Linked DNA regions of Drosophila melanogaster: region 2 is linked to region 1. The links are chromatin contacts, called in public Hi-C maps. All regions are on one chromosome and are shown on one strand. Each heading gives the region's core, a stretch centred on a gene start, on an enhancer-like site or on the middle of the called end of the contact. The rest is flanking DNA. Distances are from core to core; before and after follow the strand shown. Region 1 holds the start of flw (flapwing). Region 2 holds the start of sev (sevenless).

Evidence for each region. Hi-C and Micro-C count contacts between places; a contact is called where the count stands out from the background.
Region 2: a Hi-C map of the Kc167 cell line shows a contact between it and region 1, with 1.7 times the contacts expected there. The contact joins the promoter of sev here to the promoter of flw in region 1.

What each region holds. Positions count from the first base shown.
Region 1 is chrX:10,384,544-10,388,412 of dm6, reverse strand. flw (flapwing) reads right to left here and starts at 2,453. Exons shown (of 5, transcript NM_001272478.1): 1 at 1,850-2,453. The coding sequence starts at 1,901. It overlaps Psf3 (Partner of Sld Five 3), which reads left to right and starts at 2,552. Exons shown (of 3, transcript NM_001298154.1): 1 at 2,552-3,462; 2 at 3,531-3,869. The coding sequence starts at 3,360.
Region 2 is chrX:11,084,267-11,088,376 of dm6, reverse strand. sev (sevenless) reads left to right here and starts at 2,078. Exons shown (of 12, transcript NM_078559.3): 1 at 2,078-2,181.

The DNA of each region.
Region 1 (3,869 bases), core at 1,204-3,703:
TTCATATATACGTACACATATATATATATATATAGAGAGAGAGATCTATTAAAACTAAGGGGTGTGGGATAGGTGGAGTGGGCTTGCGGGAAAAAAGCATAAAAGAACACAAAAGGAGGGCGAAATTTCCATATTTCTCGGAAAAGCGAGAGCCAGAAAACACGACAGCCCGGCTAAGTGCCCTAAAAATTCAATTTCAATTTGCAATTTGACAAATGAAATTTATCTGCCGCCGCCGCTGCTTTTGCCATTTTATTTTCTTTTTTTTTTTTTGCTGCCGGTGACAGAGGCTGACGACGCTTCATAGATCAAAATTAATGGCATTTTTCGGGGGATGGGGTGGTGGGCGTAGTGCCATGACCTAGCCCACTCGATGACCTTGACAAATGGTTGTGGCCTACCTCGACCATCTCGCTCAATCTGCCCCTTTTGCCCATCGCCCATCTGCTTTGGCAGCTGAGAGTGGTTTACAGTGATCACTCGGTAGCTAACACGGTAAGTAAGGAAATATACTTTCTATGATATATTTACATACTTCATAACGTAGAAACATAACCGATATCTGAAAAGATTCTTCTCCGTTTTCCTTTTCCGCTGTGTTCTTCCGTCGAATGACCACTGTAGTTGGGTCGTGTCATATCAGCGCAAGAAATAAGTGAAACCGAAAGACAGAATCGGAGGAAGAAAAGCGAAACTCATTGCGGAAATGGACAAAAACCGAAAATCGCAATGTTCAAATGCAATTTCCCCGTGGCGTCGGTCAGAGCTAAAGCCAAATGGTGGCGGCGGCCCGCCCCCCGGAAAAGCGGAAAAGCCCATCCCGTCCCATGCCGTATCTTCGACATTGGCTGACACTTGCAAAACGAGACAAGCACTAAGCGGCTTAAGCAACCCTCGCAGATGTTGGGTTTTCACCAGGGCAAAGGCATATCGCATTCGAAACCTAGAAGAGGTTGCAAAAATGTAAACTATTTAGCGCTTTTACGCTTTGCAGGAAGGTTGCATGATGACGACGATGACACAGCCCCCACCACCCATTCTAAGCCACATACAGTGGATATCGGCTATAGCGGTCGATACCCAGTAAAAATTATATTGATATTGATCGCTGGATAAAAATATCTTCTTGGGGGCTAGGAAATATAGGATATATCGGTCGTAGATTTCTCAACCGTCTTTAGCGATAGTTGCGTGACACGAACAGCGATCCCACTCCAACGGGCAGTGGGGTTACTTGCGACAAAGCTCCTTATCGAGTAACTCATGTGATTCCGTTCCATTCCTTCGTCGGCGATTTCATAGCTACACATTCTGTTTGAATCACGCCCGTGTTTATCAGCTCGATGACGTCATTGCCAATATAGGCGAAACAAGAAAAAACACAGCTAATAAACCAAAAATCATTTGGGAGACATTAGCGCAGGACAGAGATGGCGTGCTTAACAGCGCGATCACTGTTAGTATTATGTAAACGCTAATGAGCGTAGCGTAGATGCTGTCGCTGTTGTTGTTGTTGTTTTTATGGTTTTTGCTGTTTTTCAAGAGGAGCAATGAAAATCAATTAAAACTAATTGATTCAAGAGTCAAATTCAAACGGTTGCAGCGGCAGCAGCGGTGGCGGCGGCGGCGGTAGAGAGAGGGGCTGTCGCAACAACAAAAAGAAAACCTACTACCATTTAAGCGAACAATGTGCAATAATTAGAAAATGCAATCGCACACACACACACACGCAGATAAACTGTGTAATAAATTAAAATGGGGACAGTGGCGTGGGAGGGGCGTAGAGGGTTTGGGGGGGAGGTTTTGGGAAAGTAGGATTGAAAGAGGGGGAAATTTCGCATCTACTTACTCTCCAGCAGCCGCTGTATCAAGCTGTCCACATTCAGATCGAAGTCGCCCATTTTTCAGCAGCTAAATTGTTCTTCTATTGGCCGCGTTTTGTTGTTGTGGCCAGCTGTTCCAGAATTCCGATTGGAATTTTTGGCGCAACAACTACACGCACGCACACACAAGCACACACACACGCACAGCGACGCCCGTTAGCTTATAAACTTGTATTGTATGCTATTGTAAACAATAAACTTTGTTTAATTCAAATAGTCGTTATATTCTTTTCTCTTTTTTGGTCGTTTTCTTACTTGCCGCAAAAGGCAATTTCACTTTATGCTCTCTTTTTTTCTTATTGAGATTTTGTACGGTGGGCCGCTGATGTTCACTGATGTTGCACGAGGGGCAAGAACAGAAAAAAAAATATATAGACGCACGGCTGATCGACTTTCGGGATCGCAAATCGATCAAGGAATATATAAAATATATATATCTATATAGATGTGTTAGATCTCTGCAGGGGGAGAGGAGCTGAGAAATCGGCTTAACTGAGAATTTATAAACCAGCGTAATCTTTTCTCCGCCAATAACAAAACTCGTCGGACAGCTAGCTGAGTATGACCGTTTGCCGGAAGGCTGAAAAAGTTTTTGGTGGCGGCGGCTTTACAGTTCGACTTTATCGATAGTCCGATGGGCAACGAAGCCAGCCAGTGCTCAGCAACGCGGGAGTTAACTGTCAAAGTCCTTTTTCGCACTTCAACGCTCGTGCCTTCAAACTTCTTACTGTGAACTCAAATCTCGACCGAACAAGTTGTGTGCTCCCTATGATTTCGTTATTAACTGATATTAACTACACACACATTTCTCTAATCCTTGCACACACATAGCTAAATCGAAATGGCTCTTTCGACCATCTGTCCGTTCCTCGTCGCCAACAAGAAAAACTCGAAGCACGCGGCTTTGCTATTTTTGATCTCAAGTGGATTGATGATTTTTAATATGGGCGACTTTATCGACGACTTGATGATCATACGGCTAGATTAAGATCAATTGTTCGAAATTGAAGTCAAAATAGTCATTGCCGGGAACGAAACCTTTATTTTTATTTGTTTTTGAAAGATGCAGATAAGCCTAAGAACTTGCGGAAGAAGTAACCATCTAATTGCAATCGTATCGAATTACTATTACTAAGCTGAGTTCACATGTTCCACATCATTTACAACTTTGAGTAATTATACCCTGACTAGTAATTTTATGTATAAAAAAATGTCAAGTGCAGGCTGCAATTTAAAATTCGCGCTGAAATAAGAGTAATTTTCCGGAAAAACTATTTACATATAATACATATAAATGCTTCGATATATATAGTACATAAAACCTATCGAGTGCCTCGGCATCCAGGCAAACAGCTGTTTCTGCCTCGATAGACCCCGGCAAAATGCATCTAATATCGATAGGCGATAGGTCGCGCACTTAAGAAATTGAATTTACCTAAAGTAAACACCAAACGAATCATAAAGCTGGGCCGCGCAATGAACGGAATGAACTATTTTCCGAACTATTACTCCATCGAGGACATATTCGTGACCCAGGAGAAGGTGGAATGTCGGGTGAACACCAAGCTGCAGCGGATGGGTAAGTGATTGGCTTGGACGGACACGCACATTCTGGCCAGTAATCCGACAATATTGAGTTGCTTGCAGGATTCCTGGACTCCGGCGCGGAATCGGATGACCTGGAGCCCGGCAGGACGGTCAATCTGCCGTTGTGGTACATCAAGGAGCTGAAGGTAAACAATGCCTACTTCACCGTCGCCGTGCCAGATATCTATCGCAATGTGCATAAGGCCGTCTGCGAGGCGGAGACCACGCACATCGAGCTGGGACGCCTGCACCCGTACTTCTACGAGTTCGGTCGCTATCTGACGCCCTACGATCGCAACCATGTCATCGGCCGCATCATCTTCGAAACGCTGCGCCAGAGGGTACGTCATCTCCTGGACATCTCGAAGAGCGACGGACAGGCAGCCAAGGCGGAGCATC
Region 2 (4,110 bases), core at 829-3,328, 700 kb before region 1:
TGGGGCATCGATTGGTGGTGAATCATCCAAAAACAGTTCCCAAATCGACACAATACACCATTTAATATAATATAATTTTATGTTACGTTAAGCAACCAATTGAATTGCTTTACAACGTATAAACTAACTCTAGTTTCTCTTCAATTGTCGATATAAATAAAACCTTTTACTCAATAAACTGAAAAAGACTAAAACATCAATGACTAAACTGAGAGAAAGAAATAAATATTTTTATGCAAGACCAATTTGTAGTGCTACAAAATTGCAAATTTCACTACAGTTCAAGATTGAAAAGAGTTTGCATGCAAAATGTGCACAATACGTCAATCAGAAGGTGAATTTCCGGGGTTGTCCCTTTTTTTTTCGAAAAAAATGCGAAAATCTGATTTTCACGTGACAGTCTGTGAAATAGGTATGTAGCACCTAGTCCGCCGGCGAATCCATTGAGAATCGCTCGGGTTGATAAGCCGCATCTTCCGTCAAGTGTGTGTAATAAGTTTGCCGTCTAATCAATTCCAGAATATTTCAAACGATTAGTACGAATTCGATGATCCCAGGCGGGAGATTGGATTTCCACAGATTATTCGGGCCAAGAAATTGTGCGCACGAGTGCAGTTTGGATGTCTGCGGCACATCCTTTCCGTTGGCCAAAAAATCCATAAGCGAAAGGGATACTTGGACTTGATGGCGGAACCGGAAACGGAAGCTGTCACGCAAGCCTTTCACTCGCCGCTCAATTTTTCATCCCGCAGTGTCAGTTGTATGAGTCACGAGTCATGTGTAACCGGAAAATTGCCTACTCTTGTGTGCTTCAAATGCTCGGAAAATGCTTTAAAATATTGCATATTTCTTAGCTTGCGAGTTTTTGATTCTACAGAGTAAAAAAAAAATACCTAAATGTTTGTGTAAATCAATGAAATTAATAGCTTAACTTGTTTTCTTCATATTTCTCGGTTAAAAAGTTATGGAAATATGATATTTTGTAGTTTGATAGAAAATTTTTAATGAAATTTCTATGACTTTCCACATCTCGTTTACTTTTCATGGAAATACACTTCTATTCACCCCAATTGATGACTTTATTTTCTGATTGTGTGGGCTAGTTCCCTATTGAATTCAATTATTTTCAAGCGTTTACTGCTGCTTGCGATCAATTAGTTTAATAATCAATTTAGGTGTGCTGTTAATGCTTAGCTAAATGTAAAGAGTGAGTCAGCTAAACGATTTAAACAAATTTTCTGCCACGTTTATTTGTTGGCGAAAAAGCGCGTTGATTTGCGCTATTCATGTGACGATGTTTAGAGTAAATTGAGTTGTATTTTAAATTATTTCTGTTAACATTTGTAAACGAATAAAGTTTTTTTCCATTGCAAGAAGTTGAAATTTAACCCTCTTTGGATGTAAGCTTTTCAATATATTTAGTCTTAATAAGTCTAGCTCAAAAATAAGTACTATAATTTAATAATTATATACATTTTACATAGCCTCGGCCCATTACCTTAATTTTAATGATACAAAGATGTTACTATGTAAGTCGGAAGCTTATTAAAAACCGAAAATCATCAAATCAACTAGATGCACAATGTTAAGATCATGTTTTTATTAAGATTATATTTTAGATAGATACTCTTGAGGTGGCATTGGTTTCTTGAGATGGAAAATACATCTATCTATCTATGTATCTATAAGAACTTAAATATCTGGCGGCCTGCTTGCGATCTGCGATCAACCGATTGAGTTGAGCTTTGACCCATGGAAAGAGGAGCGCGGTGGGCTATCTACCCATGATATCCAGTTTAGGGGTTGCCCTGCCAATGACGTCATAGTTGCTGCGTCAACGAAAAAGAAGATCAATGGTCATTTAAGATCGGTTCGGTTCAGTTCGGTTCGGTTGCGGTGCGCTTCGTCACTCATCGTTCATCGCATCGTATGGTATCGTATGGTATCGTATGGTATCGTATCGCATCGCATCGCTTCGGTTCGGTTTCAGTTCCGTGCTCAAGTTCTCCAGCTGGGGGGTTGGACTTGGACTTGGAGCTTGGGGCTTGGTTAAAAAGCCGCCGCTCGCCGGCAAATCAGTTCTGCTGCGATCGCGCCACTGCGCACTACGTAACGCTTCGGGAATCGCACATCCAGATCCAGATTCAGATCCACATCCAGATATCTGTGACATTTTGTCGAGTGAGTTGCGTTCTCAAAGATACAAGATACATCCGTGCGCGTATGTGTGTGTTTGCATGAATTTCGGCTCTTTTAATACCCTTTTTTTTTCGCGTGCACTAAGTGTTCCTATGTGTGTGTGTGTGGAGTTGCTTTTCAGTTGGGGCCGCAACTGCAACAATAAAATGCAATTAAGCCGCTCAAATCAACAATAAATTGAATTAAAGCGCGTGAACAGCGCTTAACAACTTCAACAGCGGCGATTCGAGCGAAATGTGGGTGAGAGTTTAAGGCTCCATCGGTTTTGACTTTCTGATTGTACAAATATGTATATATATATACTATAGCATACATACCTTCGACTAATTAATGCAAAACGCTGGCCGGCAGCTTTTGCATAATATTCTCTGAATAACTTTAATGCAATTAATCCCGCTGTGATCTTTCGTGTTTTCACTATTTCGCGCGGTTTATTCAATTTGAATTTCAATTTATTTTCGGTTTTTCTGTTTCATTTTGTTTATACATATATATATTTGTTCGGTCTAGTCTGCTCATCGGGCGATTTAATTAACATTTTCCGTGCTGCTGTGCTGTTGTTGTTGCTGGTAAATATGAAATTAAAGTGCAATTAACTATTATATATACATATATATATATATACATATATATATGTATATCTATGGTTTTGCTGAACTTGCGGACAAAAGGGATTTCCGTTTTTGAAAGTGCGACTCCGCTCGATTATTCTCCGTCCGTCGAATGTGTTTGCATCTTAATGAGGATAAATTTGTTATGGCCACTTCCCGTTCGCTATTGTTGTTGTTGTTGTTGTTGTTGTTGTTGTTTTTGCTGTGGTCGGTCGAAGGGGGCGTGACTTATTGGCCATGCATTACGCCATGTTAATTGAAACTTGTCGCTTGGCTAGCTGATTATGCAGACGCCATATTAATTGGACCATGGACCATGAGAGCATGGACCATCCATGTCCTCTAATCGAAATCCCGGCGACATTTGGATGAGTTGGGCGGTGGAAGCTGGCCAAACCAGTTACGGAGATCATTGGGATTTTGGCTTATCGATCCGGACTTAGATTGTGTGTGTGTGTGTTTGTGTTTACCCTGTTTATCTCGCCGGCAATGTGCGTTGAACCTTTGAGCTGCATCTGAAATAAGTAGAATGCAATGTAGTTAAGCTTTTTCTTGGGGTATATTCACTTGCCTACTTATTTTTATTAATTATTTTCCAAATATATCAAATATATATCAAATATATCAAATATATTATATACATCAAATTTTCAAATATGCAAATATCATTTAATGCTATTGGTACAGCTATTAATCAACTATACATGTAAATTGTTTATGCTTGTTACACTAAATTGAGTAATAATCCGGAAAACTCATGATAATTGACGGTTTGACAAAAATGATAGTAATATAGCATTTTGCAAGGGCAGAACTGCCACTTTGTAAATACAGTGATTGGAGTATCTATTAATTAGACAAAACTTGGCTTGCTGATATACTGCAAATATTTGTAAATTACTAGGTTCGGGCCTTTTAGCAGCTTTTTTTATGCCTTTAAATTGCAACTGCAATGAATTGAAGTACAAGAAATAAGTCATTCTGTTTAATGGAAAGTTAACGAGACTCATTTCTCAAATTCGCTAAATAAATTATATAAAAATGTATTCATATATTTTAACATTATATGACATAATGTTGAGTAAAGGGTATCCGTAAAATATCACTTGCATTTAATTTTTTGTAACTGCCTCGTTTGCTGCTTCTCGAATTTGCATAAAATGGAAATTAGTTTGTGTACTTAAAATTTCCAATTGAATTGGTTTTTTGACTCTGCTATTTGAAATCTGATTTTTATTTGTGCGTTGTTCAAATTCACCCCTCTCTTTCTATTTCTCTTTTGATTTACACTGCGGTGGTC